2 separate regions of the Sus scrofa genome follow, and region 1 is linked to region 2. Evidence: chromatin contacts called from public Hi-C data. All regions are on one chromosome and are shown on one strand. Each heading gives the region's core, a stretch centred on a gene start, on an enhancer-like site or on the middle of the called end of the contact. The rest is flanking DNA. Distances are from core to core; before and after follow the strand shown. Region 1 holds the start of RNPEP (aminopeptidase B). Region 2 holds the start of IPO9 (importin-9).

Region 1 (5,643 bases), core at 505-3,004, 110 kb after region 2:
TCTGTTGTTTATTTACTCACATGGTTCTAACTTTGGCTACCGGGAGCTCTTTTGGTTTAGCTCCTATGCCGTTTCAACATCGCTTTTTGTTATTGTTTGTTTTTTTTTCTTTTAGTACTTTATCACTTCCAAGCATCATAAGATGCTCCAGGCTCATTTTCTTTTTTCTTTTTTTGTCTTTTTAGGGCTGCACCCACAGCACATGGAGGTTCCCAGGCTAGGGGTCAAATTGGATCTGTAGCTGCTGGCCTACACCACAGCTCAAGGCAATGCCGGCTCCTCAACCCACTGAGAGAGGCCAGGGATCAAACCTGCATTCTCATGGATACTGGTCAGATTTCAGTTTCCGCTGAGCCCCAGGCTTGTCTTCTATTTTCTCCAAGGAGCCCTACTTCCTTCTGATGGAGAATAGCATTTGGAATCCAAAATCTGGGTGTTGGGTACACTCATTGCTACTGGGGTGTCAGTGCTGCTCGTTTTTCCAGGGGATCATGCCAAGGAATGTATGTAATATACTAACCCATGCACTACACTTCTGCGTCCATCCATGTGCATATAAAACAGAAACCACCAGGCCCTCTAGCTCTATCTAGTCCAGCAGCACAGGGTTCATTCTATCCCTTTCTTTCCTATTTGTAACTGCAGCTTACAAATAGGAACCCTGGTTCTCTTTATCTACAATAATGTACTTATTTGTTCAATCCTAATTATCTACAGTGCAATTCCAGAATTGTTCAGCCATAGCTCTGTGAAAAGCAAATTTGCTTTTCACAACAGGTTTATTTTATGGCCCAGATTATGGTCTATTTGGTGAATGTTCCTTGTGACCTTGAGAGGAGCATGTATGCTGATATTCTATAAAAGCCAGTAAGGTCTAGGTGATTGATAGTGTTGTTCAGACCTTATATATCCTTATTGATTTTCTGTCTAGTGGTTCAATTAACTGCTGAGAGATGAGTGTTTAATGTCCAGCTGTAGTTGTGGATTTGCCTATTTTTCCTTTCAGTTTTTGCCGCGTGTTTGGAAGCTCTCTTGTGAGTGAAACACACATTTAGTAAAAGGTATGTCAACTCCGTAAAAGTAGGACCCCTGTGCTAGGATACTGTTTCCTTTTATGAGAAACTCCCCACGGTGTCGCTTTTAAAATCTCATTTCCTAGCTGATCGGTAAAAATCTCACCATGGACCGGTTCCGCCTCACAGAAAGGGGACCGCAACCACTGGTACAGAGAAGGGGCACAGCATGAAGTGGGGTATCCTGGCTGACAGAAGGGCACACCGCCCGCCGCACCTTAAGGGTGCTGTGCTTGTCCCCACCCTTGGGGAAGGACAGAAGGAGCCCTGTGCCCAGTGCCAGGAGGACCTCCATAGGCTGTGGCATTCTGTGCTGTTTCCGATTAAGTTCTTCCAGCTCGAGAGACGGGTATAATTCCTCTGTTTTACAGGTGCACAGAGAGATGCGGAAAGAGCCTCCTTTCTTGGAGGCGGTTTGCCCAACACGACCGGGCCCTAACAATTCGAGCGCCAGGAGTGCGATCTCCAACCAAGTCCCCTGCAATCCGGGCTCAGTGCGACCTGCCTGGAGGAGTAGGACACGGGAAACCTCAGTACAGAAGGGACTGGGGAACATCCCGGTGGGGTGGGATGAATTTGGGAGAAGATGGATCAAATTGGCGTCCCAGCTGTGCAGATTGGGGGGGGGAGAAGAGGCCTCAAGAAGGGGGCGTGACCAAGACAGCTTCCGGGGCGTGGTCATAGGGGCGGGGCCTACCCGGGTGAGCGGAGGCCTTGGGGATCCCAACCCACCGGGAGCGTCGGGGCGGGGCCGGGCCGGGCCAGGCCAGCGGCCGGATGGGATGCGGTAGTATCGGGGTACCGGGCGAGAGGCAGGGCGTTTGGGGGCGTGGCCACGCCGGGTTCCGGGTTCTGTGGCGGGCCCGGCAAGGCGGCGGAGAGGCATGGCGGGCAGCGGGCCTGGGGCCGGCAGGCGGGTGCTGCGCTCCGCGCAGGCGGAGGATGTGGCGTCGGCCTCCAACTTCCGCGCCTTCGAGTTGCTGCACTTGCACCTGGACCTGCGGGCCGAGTTCGGGCCACCAGGGCCCGGGCCGGGCAGCCGCGGGCTGAGCGGCTCGGCGGTGCTAGAGCTGCGCTGCCTGGAGCCCGGCGGCGCCGCGGAGCTGCGGCTGGACTCGCACCCGTGCTTGGAGGTGACGGCGGCGGTGCTGCGGCGAGGGCAGCCGGGCCCGGGGCAGCCGGAGCCGGAGCCAGAGCCGGTGCCGGTGTGCACACAGCCCTTCTCGCACTACGGCCAGGCCCTCTGTGTGCGCTTCCCGCAGCCCTGCAGCGCCGGCGAGCACATGCAGGTGCAGCTCACCTACCGCGTGGGTGAAGGACCAGGGGTGAGTGCCCCCGTCCCGCTCCGGCCCCTCCTCCCGGCTCAGACGCCCCATCCCCTTCCACCGCCCCACCACACCTCTGCCCCCTCCTCATCCAGATGAACCCTCCTCCCCCCACCGCTCTTAGGGCACCACTGTCTCTAGTCCAGGGCTTCCCAGGAAGTCACCACATCCTCCCAATCACGAACTGAAGTTAGAACTGTCACTGTCCTGGACGTAGGCTGGGCCCTGGCGGAGAGCCGCTTTGTTCTGCTCTAGGGCGGCCCTGACCCTGCTGGCTCATTACCCGGAGCTGACTCAGGCCTTTTGGCGGCGGGAGTTGGCGGGGGCGGACCTTCCAGTGCCTCAGCTGAAACAGCCCCGGAACTGGGCAGTTTCCTTTTGGGACATCCTGGGTTTGATGAACAAAAGAATTTGAGTAAAAGTGGGTACTGGAATGAGGATGTGCCAGGCTTTGTGATAACTTGGCGTTCTCACTCTTGGTTGACTCCTGAATTTTAACCACGGGTGTGGAGGGTGGCAAATATTGAAATTTTGGAGAGCAGAAGGGGGAGGATCATGGGCCCACATCTGTGAGAGTCCCAAGTCCTTCCGGGAGATTCCAGGCGTGGCTACAAGCCCTGTCTTGGGTAGGGGCGCTTAGGTCCCCCAGATGCCTGCCTGCCACTGAAGTCTGCTTATCTGGTGGCACTAATCCTTTTTGCTCTTGGAGCTGGCTCAAAGGGCAGTTCTCTTTCTCTTTTTCTTTCTACTAAACTTTTTGCTTTTAGAGCTGGCTCAAAGAGCAGTTTTCTTTCTTTATCTTTTTCTTTTTGGCTTTCTAGGGCCACACCTGCGGCATATAGAGGTTCCCAGGCTAGGGGTCCAATCAGAGCTGCAGCAGCCAGCCTACGCCACAGCCATAGCAACACAGGATCCAAACCACATCTGAGACCAGGGATCGAACCCTCATCCTCATGGATCCTAGTCGGATTCGTTTCCTCTGGGCCTCCAGGGCAGTTCTGTTTCCATCTTTTACCATTCAGGAAATAAATGAACCTTATGATAGATCTTGTCCAACAGGTTAAAGTCGAAAGTAATGTAGACTGACCTCTGAGGCAAAGGAGAAGCCCAGGGACCTCTAGAATAACATGACCTCTGGAAATATGTTTGGTTGTTTGCTTATATTCTGGTTCTGGTTGGGGGCAGAAATTCAACAGAATAACTGGAAACATTAGATCCTCCTGGATTTGCCTACTAAAGGTGGCATCCTAAGTGAAATATCAGAGCTAAATAGCTCTCATTTAAGACGTAATAGCCTCCCTTGACACAAAACTGCCCTTTGTGCTGGGAAGGTCTCCGCCGATGGCACTGTGCCTGTTCCTTCGCATTGCCACTGTCATGGTGGATCGTAGCCTCTCCCTGACTGGACTCAATCGTGTATATGTCCTGCCAGCCTCCTTCCTTCTCTTCGCATGATTAAAACAAAAGCAAAACTCCAGCACGGAGGGTGAGTAAGGAATTTCGGTGGAGGGGATGATGGTCAGTATTTATCAGGATGCTCCCGACAGCAGTTCCATGCATGTCATTGCAAAGGTCCTCATATAGGCCTGCCATCTTGTGAGGACTCTGTCAGCTCTTACTGCCAACTCAGGACAGTTTTTTTTCATGGATAGGACATCCTTTTTTTTTTTTTTTTTTTGGTATTTTCTAGGGCTGCTCCTGCAGCATATGGAGGTTCCCAGGCTAGGGGTCCAGTCGGAGCTGTAGCCACCGGCCTACCCAGAGCCACAGCAACGCCAGATCCAAACCGCATCTGCAACCTACACCACAGCTCACGGCAACACCGGATCCTTAACCCACTGAGCGAGGCCAGGGATCGAACCCACAACCTCACGGTTCCTAGTCGGATTCGTTTCCGCTGTGCCACGACAGGAACTCCTAGACTGTATTTTTTTCAGAGCAGACTTGGTTTCCCAGCAAAATTGCGTGGAAGTTCACAGAGTTAAGATGTCATTTTTGTAACGTTGTAATGAGGGCAGTAGTGTCCACGTGGCTTATGGCTGCTGTGCCGACCTGTGGTCACCTGGCTGAGGCTGAACCTGTCAGGTTTCTCCACCAGGACATCACTCTTTTCACCCCCTCACCACACCTCCCCCCCCACATACACACCACGTACACCACACACACACACCCACTCTCAAGTAAAGAAAAACCCAGCCTTCCAGTGCATCTCCTTTATGCCTCTTAAAAGTTGGTCAGATGCCTCTGTGTTCAGTGCCCTCATCTCAGCCACCCAGATGCCCTTCCTGCCTCCGTCTGGGAAGCCAGGGTCCCTCCGGGCCCTGCTCATGCTGCTGCCGCCCCTGGAGAAGGTCCTCTCCCTTCCTTCCCAGCTGCCCCAGTCTGCCCACTTGTGAAGGTCCAGCCTAGGAGTTTTGCCTCCTGCAGAAGCACTCCTGGAACCCCCCGGCCCTCTCCTAAACTCTCTCTGCCGTGTAATGCCGATGCCATCAGCTGTAATAATCATTCAAGTGTGCCCTTGATTAAAGGCTTGGTTAGGAAGGAGTCATAGCCTATAATGTAAAACACATTTACTCTGAAAGGGTGGATTTCAGGGATGGAGAACATGCATTAATCACAGACTCCTTGGGAGTTCCCCTTGTGGCTCGGCAGGTTAAGAACCTGACTTGTATGCATGAGGTTGTGGGTTCGATCCCTGGCCTCGCTCAGTGGGTTAAGGATCCGGCATGGCTGTGAGCTGTGGTGTAGGTCACAGACATGGCTCAGATCCGTGTACGGCTGTGGTGTAGGCCAGTGGCTACAGCTCCCATTAGACCCCTAGCCTGGGAACTTCCATAAGCTGTGGGTGGGGGCCTAAAAACAAACAAACAATCACAGACTCCTTGCTCTTGGCTTCTGCTTTTCTGGGTCTTTTACCACAAGGTCAAGTACAGCTTCTTCAGTATTCATCTTTTGATGAGAAGTTACTACAGCGGGAAGACCCTGGAGGGGACAGGACCAGGGGCTCAGAGGCCAGCTCAGGGATTCTTGAGACGACCCAGGGGACACAGTGAGGAGTGGCCCTGCATGGTGTCTGCCCTGAGAAGTGGATGTCAGATCTTGGCGGGACTCCAGAGGGACTGAATGCACAGGAGGAGCGGGCGTCCCCGTCTGAGCCGACTCGTCCGTGGCTGCTCGGGGCTCACGCAGGATGTCCGTTCTGAAAGGTCCTCGTCTCTGCTTAGGTTTGCTGGTTGACTCCGGAG
Region 2 (5,962 bases), core at 273-2,772:
TGATGGCTGACCCTCCAACCCTAAGCAGGAGTCTCTGGGCCCCTTTGGTTGTGGGTATGTTTGTGTGTGTGGGGGGGAGGGTCTTGCCTGCACAGACCCAGCATCCTTCACCAGAATGCAAAACATCCAGCCCAGAAGTCCTTCCTTCATGGCCATGGTGTTAGAAAACATACCACCTTCTGGACCTGGGGGAAAAGTGAATCAACCTAGGAGAAAAGAGGCTGTTCATTCTAATGGAGTTCTGCTTCTCCTGGCCACTCAAAGAAGGAAAATGACAAATCCTACTCTTCCCCACTGTGAAACTTTGGGGTCCAGGAGGCAATCTTTCCCCTAGGAAACTGCTATGGGGACCCAACCCAGCTCTGCCCTCTATCAGGGAGGTGGCAAATAGTTCAGAGCTCTCCCTGAAATAAGCAATCAAGGAAAAGTTCCCTGGTGGCCTAGCAGGTTAAGGAGCCAGCACTGTCACTGCTGTGGCTCAGATTTTTGACCCCTGGCCCAGGAACTTTTGTATACTGCACGTACAGACAAACACGAGAGGAATCATTCTTTCAGAAGAATACTCAGATGAAGTGACCTGATCCCTGATTGTTGACAGCTTAGCATCCACGGTCTTAGAACTGGGCTAAGAGTGGCTACCTGGTCCTCTTTGCCACTTAGGAACAAGTCATGATCCCTAGAAACCATTTTAAGGCATTCAACCTGAACAGCTTATTATGAAACATCTGTCCTGTTTGGTCTGAACCTCCCACCCCAACAATGGTACCATCCTTCTACCACGGCAAGCATTGCATTCACTCTCCACCCTTTAAAGGTCCAGTGGTAACTCACCTGGAGAAAAAATTTACACTTTCTCAGCACATGGGACTTATTCTCCAATAGTCAGATAAGTACTTTCTCTGGAGGGGACAGCCTTACCGACGCAGGTCTCTCTCCTGGCCAGCGACTATCTGACCATGAGGTTAGGCTCACCTGGCTGGAAAAACCATGGACCCGGCCTCTGCAAGATGACCGCTCCCCTCTGCCCAGCCCACTTCAGATTCTTTCCCTGCCCTTTGGATTCCTGAAACTGCGATGAGTTCCCTGTGGTGGCTCAGTGGGTTAAGGACCCAACATGGTCTCTCTGAGGATGCATGTTCCATCCGGGCCTCGCTCAGTCGCTTAAGGATCTGAGATTAAGAGACTCATTAGTTGTGGGGGGAAAGAGGTCGGCTTCCAACCCCCTCCCTAAAGCCTTGTCCACTCATTCCCATCCCACCCTCTCCTAACGCAGCATCTCACCCCGAAAGGATCCGTGCAAGAGGAGGTACAGGTCTTGGCCTGAGCTGCGGCCAAGGCTGCCCACGCGCTGTCTGCGGCCGTCGGGGAGCCCGCACCTCGCGGGGGCTCACTCGACAGGCTTCCCGCTGAGGCGCTGCAGTTCTTGTCTCCACCGCAGGCGGCGCTGTCTCGGGAGGCTCATGCCGCTGCCCCGCCCCTCGCGCGCCCGCCCGGCCTGTGCGCAGGCGCGGCTTCGCGGATTGGCCGCGCGCGGGAGCCGTCCGGCGGCGGCGGGTCGGGCCGCGGGGCTGGCGCGCGGCGGGAGAAAGATGGCGGCGGCGGCGGCGGCTGGCGCGGCCTCGGGGCTGCCGGGGCCGGTGGCCCAAGGGCTGAAAGAGGCGCTGGTGGATACGCTCACCGGGATCCTGTCTCCGGTGCAGGAAGTGCGGGCGGCCGCCGAGGAGCAGATCAAAGTGCTGGAGGTGACAGAGGGTGAGTGAGGCGGGTCGTCGCGAGGGCGGCTGACCTGGGCCGCGCTGACCGCAGGCTGGGGAGGGAGGGTCCTGGGGAGGCTAGTCAGGGAGGCCGGTGGGGAAGGAGGGTTCTCCCGGGAGGGAAGGTCCCCCCGGGAGGGAGGCGCCTGGGCGGCGGCGTGGAGGGTCCTGGAGAGGCCGGCCGGGGAGGGAGGATCCGGGGCGGGAGGGTCCCGGAGGGAGGGCCCCACGGAGGGAGGGTCCAGGGAGGGAGGCTCCGGGAGGACCCTGGGCGGCGGCGCGGAGGGTCCGGGGCAGGCGCGCTGAGCGCGGGCCCGGGCTCGCTCTCGGCCGGGAGCGCGGGGCTGGGCGAGCGGGCGGCGGGGTTGAGGCCGCGGCCGTGGGCCGGAGACCTGGCGGGACCGCGCCTCCGCGCGCCTCCCCGGGAATCAGTCAGACGCCTGTGCGGCCGCCTCCCCTCCCGCGCGCTCCCCGGGGCTTTTCGGAGTGGTTGGCACTGCTCGGGGAAGCTGATCATCCTTTGTCTTTGAGTCTTTGTCCGCATCCTCCTAGTATAGGCTTGAGAATGATGGAGGAAAGAACGAGCCTCTGGCTTGAGGTCGCCTGTCAGTTCCTGCCCAGCGGGCCTTCCCCAGGCCCGGGGGAGCCTTGCTACACGGGCAGTTTGATCCTGAACCCAGAGGAGAGAAATCCTCTCGGGCTTTATGTCAGAAATGCGTCTGGTCCGTCGGGGCTCCGCTCCCCCAGCTCAGCAGGGAGGTTCCACCAGCACTCAAATTGCCGGTGGTCTGACCAGGCACTCTCAGAACCTCGCAGTGGCCCTCCTACTGGACTTAGGGTTTTTGTTGAAAAAGACTTAAAACAGCTTTCCTTTAAATGTAACGTCCTCCCACGACATGGAGCACCATTGAAAACTAAGTCACTTCTCTTGGAAATACTTAGAGATTTGGGATCCAACAGGTTAGGGACCCGGTTTTTGAAGGCCTAGTTGGAGCTGTCATTGTTCTGGAAAATGTCAGACACTGCAAGAGGAGCAACCTCGGGATAGAAGAAAGCTCTCTGGGAGCCATGCATAGGTTGATCTGTGGGAGTTATTATAGCCTCCTGGGTAAAATTCCTTTATTCACAATCTGTCTCCCTTGAGTATGAAGTGACAAAGCAGAGGAACCTCATCACATTCAAGTTATTGCTTGCATAAAGTTGAAGGTTTAGGGTATGACCTGCAAGGTTGAATCAAGTTTTTGGAGTTGAATGTGGTATTTGGGACCCTTTGGAGGTGGTTTGTGTTTCTAAATAGCCTAATTCCTTCTTTTTATTTAAAAACTGGGTGTTCCCATTGTGGTGCAGCGGAAATGAATCTAGCTAGTATCCATGAGGATGCAGGTTCGATCCCTGGCCTCTCCCAGTGGGTCAGGGATCACAGCATTGCCATGAGCTGTGGTGCAGGCCGGCAGCTGTAGCTCCGATTTGACCCCTAGCCTGGGAACCTCCATATGCTGTAGGTGTGGCCATAAAGCAAAAAAATAAAATAAAAAATAAATAAAAACTGTAGAAATTCATGCCTTTCGGTAACCTCTCTTTGAGATGGAGAATGGCGATCCATTCCTCAGATTCAGTACCTTGCTTTTCTCTGTTCCTCTTGTGGCCTTTAACAGATTGTCTTTGCCCATTAAGTCCTGGGTACCTCCTCTGTTGTAGTCCGTTTGAATCTCATGCATCTCCTTAGCGTGGTGGGCTTCTTTGCTAATCATTGCCCTCCTTTTGTGGAAATAAAGCAGCTGGCTTCCTGGCCAGGCTTAGCCAGTCGCCTGGCCCGATGAAACTGGCAGGGTGTTGCTCTGTTGGTACGCCCTGCCGGCCAAGGTCAGAAGCCATTCTTGCAAATGAATGAACCTTTTCCACTGTTTGGAGTTGCTTCACATTTGAGTTTTATCCAGTAGAAGAAACCTTGCTTTCTGGTCCTAGGAAGCACACTTCCTTCACACTTGAAGTTAACAAGACATCTGGGAGTTGGTGTCTATTACTATTTGTGTTCTTTTGATCCTTTTTTGGTTTCATGAAGCCCAAGGTTGGATGACAGCCAAATCTGCTTGTTTACAGTCCCTCTGTCCTCTCGAATAACCGTGGGGATTTTTTGGCTGCTGTTGTGGCATGTGGCAGTTCCTGGGCCAGAGATTGAACCTGTACCGCAGCTGCAGCCTGTGCTCCAGCTGTGGCAACACCAGATCCTCATCCCACTGCCCTACACAGGAACTTGCCATACTGTCTTCACGAGCCATTTCTCGTTACCTTACAGATGAGATTGGTCCCAACTGATCCTTAAGATTAACCAGTACGTTCCCTTGACAGACACGGGTGTGCTACCTCCTCAGCTGTCAGGTGCTGACCCCTGGTCTTGGAGATTATGTGGAACAATCTCTAATTTGGTTTTTTTTGGGGGAAAGACACAGGTCAGTTATCAGCTGCCTGTTCAGCGGACAGACAGGCGAGGGTGACCTACTCTGACCAGATTCTGGGGCAGAGCAGATTTTGAGAAGCAGTTATCTTAGAAATTGAGGTGCTGGAGCCCAGAGTACATCCTGGTCGGTTACTCAGTCTGCCAGCTGATGTTTTCCAAGAAATAACTTGCCTGTATGCAGTTATCATGTTTTTCAGAATGGGGCCTGTTCTCTTAAGCCCAGGAAATACGTGTATGTGAGAGACCCACCTGACTCCATTGGTGGGTCAGGTTTAAAAGGGTGAGGACAGGCGTTCCCGTCGAGGCGCAGTGGTTAATGAATCTGACTAGGAACCATGAGGTTGCGGGTTCGATCTCTGGCCTTGCTCAGTGGGTTAAGGATCCGGCGTTGCCATGAGCTGTGGTGTAGGTTGCAGATGCGGCTCAGATCCTGCGTTGCTGTGGCTCTGGTGTGGGCTGGCGGCTGCAACTCCGATTCGACCCCTGGCCTGGGAACCTCCATATGCCGCGGGAGCAGCCCAAGAAAATGGCAAAAAGACAAAAAATAAAAGGGTGAGGATAGATGGCGCTCATCAGCCTGGTGTCCCGGAATGATTTTCGTGAGTCCCTGTGTTCGTTGTTTCCCTTGTCACTCAGAAGCAGAGGGAAACCCAGCAAAGCTTTCTGAGTAGTGAAAGCCTGTTTAACAGGGCTCCTTTATTAGCGGGGCGGTGCTTCTCACCACCTTCTTCAGACGGCACTCCCCTTCTGAACCTGAGAATTTGGCTCTTCCCATGCCGAACCGTATTCCAGCGGATACTCAGGAACCCTTTCGTCTTCCTTAGGAAGATTGACCTTTTGAGTTGTATCAGCAGGGTTAACAGGAATCTGGTTCTATTTTAGTAAAGTAAAAATTAGTCTTTTAGATCTTTTAGAGTATTCTTCTAATTCCATTTTATTTATCAGGTGAGATCACATCTAGTATCTTATAGTACTTAAAAAGAAGGGAAGTTTTTGAACTGCCAGAGATCTTGTGCATCCAAGTCTAATGTCCTCTACTCAGCTCTGTCAACTCTTTTTTGTCTGACTTAGGATAAGATTGTGACTTTTGAGAATTTCAGCTCTATTTTTGGTGTACTTACGCTTGAGTTTTTTTGTATCTTAGAATGAAGTTATTTCCTCCTTTTTCCTCCTCTGTCTACTGTCTTCTGAGCAGCGTCACCTTAGCGGCGTCGTGGGTTGCTTTCCTTTATAAGCTTTCCTTCTCCAGGCCAGCATAGCATAGACTTTTCATATGGCAGGATGACTAGATTTAGACCCTGGGTCATTGTCTTCTTTCAGTTGTTTCTTTTGGTCACCAGAAATGGAGACATTTGGCCTTGGCTTAGTCTTCCCTGTCTTGCTCCCAGCAGGTATGTCACGGGACGTACATTTTTGCTTTCCTCCCACCACCATTGTTGTGAGCTGGGGCGGGGGGATTATCTCCCTCGCTTTTCCTAGGGTCCCAGGCTGCCCAGGTGTCAGTGTGGATTCCCCATATTAGGTGCCTAGAGAGATGCGCGTGCTGGCTGGAAGTTGGCTTCCTGGTTCTCATGGGCGCTTTTCTGGCTCTCTTACAGTGTAGCGTAAGCACTGTCAGCCGCGAAGGGAGCCCTCAAGGATCCAGACGCGCTCCTGGGCATGTGGCGGGCACTGAGCCCAGCGGAAGGCGGCCACGCTCGGACAAAGGCCAGTGGCAGAGTTTTCTTTTTCTTTTCAGCTGTGGTTTTGT

Evidence for each region. A called contact is a pair of places that touch in the nucleus more often than the background predicts.
Region 1: a contact with region 2 is called in a Hi-C map of embryonic fibroblasts, with 4 times the contacts expected there. The contact joins the promoter of RNPEP here to the promoter of IPO9 in region 2. A contact is called at or near these places in 3 of 5 promoter capture datasets (fetal liver, fetal skeletal muscle and liver), 20 of 47 Hi-C or Micro-C datasets (alveolar macrophages, brain, embryonic fibroblasts and 12 more) and 2 of 2 datasets of contacts at active chromatin or transcription factors (alveolar macrophages and skeletal muscle).

What each region holds. Positions count from the first base shown.
Region 1 is chr10:24,216,390-24,222,032 of Sscrofa11.1, forward strand. RNPEP (aminopeptidase B) reads left to right here and starts at 1,755. Exons shown (of 11, transcript XM_021064527.1): 1 at 1,755-2,398; 2 at 5,623-5,643. The coding sequence starts at 1,958.
Region 2 is chr10:24,108,604-24,114,565 of Sscrofa11.1, forward strand. It overlaps IPO9 (importin-9), which reads left to right and starts at 1,523. Exons shown (of 24, transcript XM_021064520.1): 1 at 1,523-1,752. The coding sequence starts at 1,590.